Regions from separate parts of the Mus musculus genome. Here region 2 is linked to region 1. A link is a contact called in public Hi-C data. All regions are on one chromosome and are shown on one strand. The core of a region is the stretch at or near the end of the contact, and the rest is flanking DNA. Distances in the headings are between cores, read along the strand shown.

The links. Hi-C and Micro-C count contacts between places; a contact is called where the count stands out from the background.
Region 2: a contact with region 1 is called in a Hi-C map of the N1E-115 cell line, with 3 times the contacts expected there. The contact joins two enhancer-like sites.

What each region holds. Positions count from the first base shown.
Region 1 is chr9:56,263,148-56,267,959 of GRCm38.p6, forward strand. All of the region lies in intron 3 of Peak1 (pseudopodium-enriched atypical kinase 1), which reads right to left. It overlaps Peak1os (a long non-coding RNA gene), which reads left to right. Exons shown (of 6, transcript XR_003948326.1): 5 at 3,427-4,406. Among named protein-coding and RNA genes, the nearest start is that of Peak1os, 24 kb to the left of the region's middle. Within about 2 kb of position 3,209, at least 93 of the 459 cell types and tissues checked have an H3K27ac peak or open chromatin away from gene starts, as enhancers often do. A contact at or near this core is called in the N1E-115 cell line, where this site is marked.
Region 2 is chr9:56,726,930-56,731,988 of GRCm38.p6, forward strand. It overlaps a transcript of Lingo1 not described here. Among named protein-coding and RNA genes, the nearest start is that of Gm31586, 67 kb to the right of the region's middle. Within about 2 kb of position 1,557, at least 22 of the 459 cell types and tissues checked have an H3K27ac peak or open chromatin away from gene starts, as enhancers often do. A contact at or near this core is called in the N1E-115 cell line, where this site is marked.

The DNA.
Region 1 (4,812 bases), core at 1,959-4,458:
AAAAGGCAAGAAAATGTTTCAAGGGCTGCTACAGGCATGCTAAGATCTAATGAGAATCTGCCCTAGGGTGTGGCATCGTATCAGGCAAGGCAGGGAAACTTATCTCAAAGAATGACTGGACTTTGGAGAGAGTTAAGAGGTGCTGAGGTGGAGTTTATTCCAACAATGTGCAAGGATATTTACCAAGATAGGAATACTGGAGATGGCATAACTTCTGCAGGGAAGATGATCAGAGCATGCTCTGTGAGCCCACATACAACAGAGTAGGCTGTTGATTTTCACCAATCTAGAACACAGGAGAGAACTGTGTGCCTCTCAAGTGCTTGGGGGTATTTTCTAGGCTAGGAAGAGCATGGGGATGGTAGAGAACATGCTGGGGGTGAACCAGGGAGAAGACATAACTACCCCTTTCTCTCAGAAAAAAGGGCAAATAAAAGCTACATTCAAGGTAACGATGAGGCGGACGCCAGAAGAGCAGACAGCTATTTCCTATGCTGCTCAGGGGTACTGGGAAATGAGGGCCTATGTGTCCCAGTACACTTGGCAGAACAAGCGTAGGCTGGCCTCTCTGTGTTCTGGTGTAGCAGTGAGGATGGAATTCAGACTGGTGGGCTGGACAGCAAAGTGGCAGGACACTGGCAGATGACTCTTTGGAAAAGATTTGGGTAGGAAGAGTTAGATTCAAAAAGGACTTCTTGATTTTAATATAGGAGAAAGTAGATAATGTTGTATGGTGATAGTGGGGGGAAGACAGAGAAGAATAAGAGAGGCAGAAAAGGCAGGGAAAGAGAGCACAATTCAAATCTGAGAATGTTAAAACTGACGAAGCTCTCATTTTGTTTCTGTTGTTTGATGAACCAGGGGTTCTGAAGACCAGAAAAGAAAGTAATTCTCCTACATTTACAGTAAATGTGAGACCAGAACTGAGACTAGGGCTATACTATGTATGTTTCGTCTACAAAATGTATTTATTTGATGTATGTGTTTATGTCTGCGGAGGTCAGAGGATAACCTGCAGAAGTCAGTTTTTCTTCTCACCCATGCAGGTTCCAGTGACTGTATCAAGTTGTTAGGCTTAGCATAAGCAAATTTACCTGCTTAGCCATTTGCTGGGCCTAGCATATGTTTAAAATTGCTAATTTACTTTTGTTAGCCTTGCCCCTTTTTTGTAGTATAGTCTTCTTGAAGAAATAAAAAACCCCAATGCAAACATGGAATACAATGAATGCAGAAAAATTGTGTAAACCTATTATTCAGAATTAATTTCTACTAGCAACTTGAGGCATTTCCTTCGAGTCAGCAAGTTTTCTTTTTTAAAAACCACATCCTGTATACTAAGCATCATATGACACTGAACAGAAAAGAGGAAGACATCCTGCCTAATAGCTTGTTAACCAAGCTGACCTATTCCTCGTAAGGTACTACAGGTTTTCTTTGTAAGTAGTATGTGCTTTATTTTTCTCCAAGATTAATAAATATGAAAAATTATTTCCATCTGAGTATGTTAGTTAAACCAAATGATGGCTTTTGAATTGATCAGCAACAACCACATTAACAAAACTGCCAAATGAGGTTCATCAAGACCAGTTAACTCACGTCATCGCTAGAAGCCAGTTTTAGTGTGGCCGTTCCTTTGAAAGGCCTGTGCACATCTGTATCTATGCTGCTTGGAACCCGGAGATGAAAGGAGCACACACCTCCAGTAAGCACCAGATGGAGCTGCTGTCTAAGCCACAAAACCTGGACTTTGATGCCTTCCGCTTTAAACACTAATTATGTTTGGAGACAAAGATGTTCAGTTAAAGATGCTGTCAAAACTATTTTAACTTAATGCAGGCCCTTAGAGAAGGAAGCTATACCCAATGCAGGTCTATCCGAGGCCGGGTCTTCTGGCTTTCCTGCCTTTGCAGAATCACTTAAGGGCAATTGATAATACCTACAGCTTTCCCTTCTCGTGCCCTCTCGTTGACAGCACTGTCCAAACAGGAAACTTGAGTCACCGAACTTAAGTTGAGACATTAAGAAATAAAAGTGTCTCCTGCAGCATGTGCATACAGACACAGCGACCTGCTCTGACACGCTCTACGAATTTGCCAGAGCAGGTCTGATAAGGAGTATCAAAATGTAATGCTTGGTTTTTTTTTTTAAAGCTCATTTGCTTATATATTCTTTATAATCTTTTATTTAAAATTTTTCATAATTTTGATCATGTTTTCCCTTTCCCCAAATTCACCCCAGACCCCTACCTACCCAACCTGATATTTTCTCCCACTCCCCCTTTCCAAAAACAAAACAAAAATGAAAATCAAATAAAACACAAAAAACTAATAAGACAAAACAAACTCTAAATAGCACCCCCTTAAAAACTCCAAGTCCCATGGAGCCTGTTTTACACTGACTTCCTTGGAGTGTGGTTGATACATCCCAAAACACTCTGCTGGAGAAAACTGATTTCCCTTTCCTAGCCAGTATCAACTGCAAATAGCATCTTAGTTAGGGGTGAGACTTGCGTCCACTTCCTGTCATCGCTGGGATGACTCAAAGGAAACAGTGTCCAGACACAGCAGGACTGATACACATTTGAACTTACAGAGACCAGCACATGAGACCAGCGCAGGCTCAAACCAAACCACATTCTTAGAACCCTAAAGCAAATCCTACAGATGAAATGGTTGATGGGAAATTTTAATGGCTGAAGCTGCCTCCAGAAGCTAGCCAGGATTTACCCCATGATCTAAAATTCTATTTCATAACTTCCAGGATGAAACCCCTCGAGCTATAGATAGAGCTATTCTAGAGTAGCTGATTTCATCTTGAGTCATGAAGGCCTTCTGAGAACCTACTGCTGCTCTTTGCTCTCTGCTGCTCAACAATGGCTATAATTAGTGTGCTTCTTGCCCAACTGTTTCAAGTAGATTTGACACAAAACAACCAATTCTCCCTGGATTTCAATCTTGGACTAAACTGTCAGCATCTGCGCTTGCTAAGAGGGATGCAGTTCCTGTCCTTAAAGAGGGACTGGGTAGGGGGTCTATTAAACTCCTCACACAGTACTCCTTAAAGGTAACCAAAGGAAAGCCCGACCATCATAAAGGAGTATGGGAATAGACTGCTAAGGTCCTCCCCCAATACTTTGACTCCTGAAGGCCATTAGCTCTCCCCATAAAATCTGCCTCATTTCCACAGTGGCAGAGCCAAGAATCCTCACTGCTGTCCACAGGCTTTTAAGGACACACTTGGAGGCGCTAGGCCACATGGCATCCCACAGTAGCCAGTCTCTATGATTCCAACGTCAAATTTATAAAGCAAGGTTTTCATTAGGATTTGTAATGGAATTTGTGATTCACTTATATATTTTTTTAAAAAGCAAAGGAAAATGTGACAAATATCCCACGTCATTGTTCCCAACTTTTCCTTTTTCCACAGTGAAAAATGCTGACCTGACATGCCAAGACCTTCAGTACATGACTAAAAGGGTAGAGAGGAAGTGGAAGCAAAGCTGCAGGAAGATGCTTGCAGGAGATAAAAGACAGTTTCACTGTGGATCACAAATAGAAACTCTATGAGAAGGCTCTTCTGGAGATAGCATGATGATGATGATGACGACGGCTACGGTGATAATAATAATATCACTTTCCTGGCTACAAGAATAGGCAAACTCTTAAGATATGATGTTCTATTAATTCAAGAACAGAGCAAAGCAAAGCATGCTTAATTTGCATATCTTAAAGCTCTATTACATGACAGAAGCAGCCCATTCACTTTTAGCTGTTCACAATTCTGTTCAGGGGTTACCTCTGTGATGACTTTTCCTTCTGATTCCCTAAATACCACTATTATTATATCGCATCATACTGTAAAATACAAGTCCTGTGAAGACAGAACTGTGCTATGTCCTCTTCTTATTTGCATCAATGGACTGCTGAGAAAAAACTAGACCCTGAAGAGAGCAGACTGAACAAATTCTACTAAGTCCTAGACATAGGGTCACTTTGCCCATGAAGACTCACAATTTTCAAAAGACCCTGGGACATATATGATACCATTGGTGCTGCTCTTAGAGTGAAGAAACTGGGATTTGTCCAAGGCCACACAGAGCCTGTGAAGGCCAGAGCCAGGGTGAGTGAATGCACCACGTGTATATACAAATGGTACAGGGTGAGCGAATGTACCACGAGTATGTATAAATGGTACAGTTCAGCTCAGGCATGGACGACAGAGAAGACATGTTGTGTACATCAAAAGAAAAGAAATGAGGAGAAGAGAGATGAAGGAACTAAGAAGCAGAGGAAAGGGAAACTGGGAAGAAAAAAGTTCATTATTCTACGAAGAGAAACCGGACTTGTATGATTTTAGCAATGCAACCATTTCTGGAGACTTCACTATCTAGTGTAACCTGTACTTTGGTAAGTGATATTATATTTTCAACTACACTAAAATTTTCCTCCTTTAGCTACAGCAAAGTAAACAATCTATTCTGTAAAACATTTATAATTTAAACCTTTAAAGAAGAAAATGGCAAATTAGTCAACGTCTGAATTACACACTACTTTGAGAAGTATAGATTGATTGCTTCAAGAAAATACTGCAATGTAACAAGTTTTAATTAAAATTATACTGAAAGAGTATTTCCTAAACTGGGATCCAGGGTGTAGTTTTCAAGGGTCTGTGAGTTCTCAAAATAGGTCAGTATTGATCTAAAGTCTCTGTCTAAGACAAGTTAACAGGGACGCGAGGGATGGATGGCTCAGAGGGTAAACTGCTTGTTGTGTGAGCATGTGGGCCTGGGCTCAGATCTCCAGCACCCACATA
Region 2 (5,059 bases), core at 307-2,806, 460 kb after region 1:
ACTCCTTGGTTGGTTTTCTCGGGTCTGGGATTTTGACACAGTTGCCTCTGGCTCCCTCGTGCTAGCCCCGGTCTCCTGAGCACAGCTACAGAACTAGAAGCCGATTTGTCATTGCCCTCCTAGAAGCCCCGTCCAACACAGAACTTCATTTTTAACCCTAAAGTACATCTCCCTCCATCTTGACTCCTCTTTACCCCACACCCACACCCAAACCATCACCAGCCACTGACATTGTTCCTAAAACACATCCAGTCCCTGAGGACTCAGCTCCCACTCTGTCCCACTCTGCTCTCACCCTGCTGGAATTGGGCAACTCTTATGGACAACAATTCAAAGCCCACGGCAGACTCAGGACATGCTGCGGCTGCCTGTATCAGCAACCCATCATAACGCCTTCAGGGCTTGCCCCACTCTCAGAACCCCCTTCCAATCACTGTGGCCTCTGGCCATTGTTAGGTGGGCTAGCCTCAGGCTGTAGACATCTTACTCCTGGTGCAAAGCTCCTCCCTCCCCTCAGCCCGCAAGTATAGTGCCTGGGCATACTAACCACTCACCTTCACACCTTCACAGCATTTATATTGCACCTGTCCTTGCCCTGCTTGGGTATGTGTGTCCCTGTCCCTTGTCTGTCTCTTTCTCAATGCAGACCACAGATACCTTGTTCGCCTCTGAACTTCTGTGTGAACTGTGTGCTGCCAAGTGAATCCTCAGAAACTTGTTTGTTGAGTGAATAAATAAATTAGTGGAGCCAGCTATCAGCGACTTAACTCTCTGAAGGAAAAGTCTCCCGTGGGAAGCAGGAAGGCACCCTCATCAGGGCAGGACCCCGAGCACAGGCTGTTCTGTGACAGTGGGGGACTGACAGGTACCAGTGGGGCTTGCAGCATCTCTGGGATGCCACGCTCAGCAGCCCCAACCAAGGGGCACGTGGGGCTTTCACACCTGCCAACCCACCCCACTCGGGAGGGAGCCCTGGGGCAGCCAGCAGCTGAGAGAGGCTGGCAGGGGGCCAGCATGCCTGCCAACAGCTGGCGCTGCTGCCAGGCAGCCGGGTAATCGTGTTAGCCAGCGGAAATTGGTCCAGGGAGTTTTTTTCCTTCGCCTCCCATTTTCCTTCTCTTCCCTTCCCCCTTGGAGCTGCAAGACTCATAAGATTGATCTTCGCCTGAAACGGAGGAGATAACTCGATATAATGAACTCCACTGTCCCTCTTGCTGTTTGGAGCTTTTAAAAAATTTAACAGGGTTGGGGACAAAGGGGGAAACACTGTTCTCAGGGGCTCTCTGAAAGCCCCCAGCCCTGCTCTAGGCCCCTCCCCCAACCTGGCTTCTGCCTCCTTTCCCTCCCTGCTCCCCTGGGATGCCTTCATGGAACAAGGTTAAAAATATCCCCTTTCTCTTGCAGGTTTGAAACATAATTTTGGTGAGGTCAGGACTGGGCCCACCAATGGTCCTGCTTCCCACAGCCCCCAGCTCATGGCTGGCTCCACTCCCCAGGGTCACCAGCCTGCCTGGGGTGTGTGTGTGACAAGTTGGCTCAGTCCATTGCTCTTCAGCAGGCCAACCACCCACTGGGGTTCTGGCAGCTGTGTGGCTTTTGTTCCTGCAAACAGCTCTTTAAAGAGCTGCCTAATGACACAAAGGAGCCTGGCTCACTGCACCCGGGCACCGTGCACACCTCACTGGGCAGCTCTCAGTCCTACCTCTTTTTGCTTGGTGTCCTACTCAGTTTCACATAGCTGTTTAGTGAGCATCTACTCTGTGCCAAGCACTAGGCTGGAGGCTGAGACCACCAAACCCTGAGTCTCCTGACCTAAAGAACCTTATAAAGCCTGGTGACAGAGGCAATCATCTGTCAGTGGTCATACAGGTAGAGAACATATTGGAAAGAGCTTTACGGGAAAGGCCAGGGAGCCCCCAGGGTATGGCAGCGATCAAGGAAGGCCTTCCGTAGAAAGTGTCCTTCTAGTGAGAGCCAAAGGACAATGAGACTACCAGGCCGGAAAGGAGCAAGGATGTTATGGGGAGCATGCTACTAAATGGGGTCCCTCATCTGGTGTTCTCGGCCAGCAGAAAGAGACCAGATCCACAATCTACTTAGCACCCAAGGCCCACGTGCTCTCTGTGTAGACCTCGTTAAACCCTGTGCACCTTTCAAGACACAGCTCCATGCTTGCTTGGTAGCCCTTAGCTCCAAGGATATCTCAGGTTTCCAATTCTCTGCCCTTGGACCAGCTTGATCTTTGGCCCCCTCAGATCAAAAATACAGGAAAAGCAAAGGGATGTGGGCCTAGGGAAAAAAATAACCCAAATCTCCTTCCAAGACATTCCCTGCAACCCCACAAGCAGCAGCAGGTCTGGCCACCCAGGAAGGTCTGGCCTGTTCTCTCCCTAGGGCCTCCTGCTGGCAGGAAGAAACCAGTCTGACCTTGCAGTCTGAAGGCAAGTACCTTCCCACCCCAGCTTCCCGGTGCAGCCTCCTGGGGACAGGCATCAGGGAGGCCCGAAGGTACAGGAAGCTCAGGCTACTCTGCTTCCAGAAGCAGGCACTTGGGCCTCCATGCAGACCTGAAAAATTTACCAAGACCTCAGCAGAATCAGAGGCCATAGGGGCTCCAAGGAGCCCTGGGTTCAGAGGAAGGAAGCTGGCTGGTGAGGCAGAGACAGGGAGAGGTTTGGGCCCTAAATCAGGCAGAAGGGGCTGTGGTACAGGGGTGACTGACTGGTCCAAGGAGAAGGTTTGCTCCAGCTAGCCAACCTTGCTGAAGCCCCCATGCCAGCCCGGAGAGGCCAAAGGTGCTGCAAGCATGAGGGGGCTGGACATACTTTTAGAAGCCTCTGAACTGGGAGCAGACCCAGCCCTGCCCACAACAGCCTTCTACAGCCGATGTGCAAAGAGGCAGACAGTAAGCCTTACAGAGTGCTGTGGGGGGAGGGGCTCCCTGCCCTCCCGGAGCCTCTCTGAGATAGGCAGCTACAGCCCCCTTTACAGAGGAATAAACTGAGATCCGAGTCAGAAGAACGTCCCGAAGAGCCATGTTAGCTCATGGTGGGCATAGAACAGAACCTAGGCCTGTGTGAACATAAAACTGCTAACCACAGTAGCCAAGCAGGACAGAGAGGCCACATGGCTCCCAGCCAGAAACCCTGCAAATTCCAAACTTGTATTTAGCCCACCAGCTATGACGAGGTCACAGCATAGTCGAGGAAAACTAATTCCAAAGGATGACATGCTGTTGAAAGAGATGAGGACTTGAAGGTTTAGACTTTGGCAGAGATTGGAGTAAAGTTGGTCACCAGAGAACAAGGAACTGTCTTGGTGTTAAGTGTGGCCAGCCCTGGCACTCCCCCCATAAGGAGTTCCTTGCTGCCAGCTCATTCTCTGAACCCCATGGGTTCACAAAGGAGCCTAGGGCATGGGAATGAACTACAGGAAGCCCTTCAGAGGTACATGAGTAGGGCCAGAGCTTCCCTTGCCTATAGAAAAGAGAGAACCCACGGGAAGGTAAGAGACACGAGTGAGCCTTTAAGCTGGCCAGAGGGAACACCACAGAGCTTCCTGCACCAGCACATCCCCTAACTAGAAGGCTCCTGAAGAAGAGTCGTGGTTTGCTTTCTCCCTAAGCTCCTCCCCTCCCCTAAGCTCCTCCCCTCCCTCATAAGCTCCTCCCCTCCCCTAAGCTCCTCCCCTCCCTCATAAGCTCCTCCCCTCCCTCATAAGCTCCTCCCCTCTCTCCTTCTGCCCTCCATCATCCATCTCCAGCTCACCTTTGGCACATCTGCCCACCTGTACCAGGAGCAAGCACCTAGAGTCCCTTGGAGAGAGGGACAGAAGACACTGCCATATCCTGTGTATAAGCAGGTGTGTAACTCCCACCCCAGGAGGTGCAGGACAGGAAGAGGGCCTGACTTAGGAGCAAGGGGAATTAGGGCTCAGCCTTCCTAGTCTGTGGCCCCTAGTCTGTGCCCTGTGTGCCTCTCTCAAGGATGAGTAAGGTCCGAAGAGTTCAGACCGAGGTTCCTGGAGAGCCTGCATGCAACAGAATTGGGGAACAGCTTTGCTGCTCTCTCCTCTGAGAACCTTTCCACAGGCAAATTATAGTTCGATATAAAAGCAGAGGTAAAGACAGGGAGTCTTTAGGTGGCTGAGGATTTAGTCCCACTTTAACAAGCTATTAGGAGGACAGCTGAAGGAAGGGGAGAGGCTGAGGTCTGTTGCCACAGAAGTGAGAAGCTAAGCGCCAGCTCCCCTGGCAGGGAGGAGGATTAGGTGAGACAGCTGGGTGGACACCAGGGGTCTGGAGGACTGCTGCTGGGAGCCAGGTCTGGAGTCCCCCCAGCTGGGCACATAGTAAGGGTTCTAATAGATTTGTCCAGTGAATGCTAAGAATCCTGGGAGCAACCAAGTAGTCCCACTCACCTACCAAACTATACAGCCAACAGGAAAGTATTTCTGAGCTCCTGCTTTGTGGTCCCAGTGCTCTGGGTTCCATTGGACCCACAGGTGAGAGAGGATCTTGCCCTCCGCGAACCTCTGAAGAAAGTCATCTGTGCAAAGCCTGGTCCAGCGCCTCCCCAGGGAGGCTATGACACTTGCTGGATACCAGGTGCCTCTAGACACTGGGACCTCCCCAAGCAGAGCTTTGGAATCAAGCAAGTGTCAGTCTGAACCCTGAGCCTTCTTTCCCAGCCAGTCCCCAGCCTCAGGCCACTCCCCCGGCTCGCTGAGATTGCTAGTCCTGGCTTGCTTTCTGAGTTACTTCATAGTTAGCATTGATTGAGTGCTTCGCTAGTATGATCTCATTAACAAACACAACTGCGAAGTCAGTGCTGTGTAGACCCTTTTCAGAGGGGGGAATCAAGACAGAGGCTTCACGCCTCGAGCAAGGTCAAGCACACAGAGCTGCTAAATGTTGCAGCCAGGATACATAGCTACACAGCTGCTGCACAGCTGGACAGCTGCTCTGGATCCTACAACCAATGCATCATAGTTGGGCCAAGCCTTCCTGCCTTCTAGATGTCCCACCAATATCCAGTCCCGCTGACATGCACCCCACGGA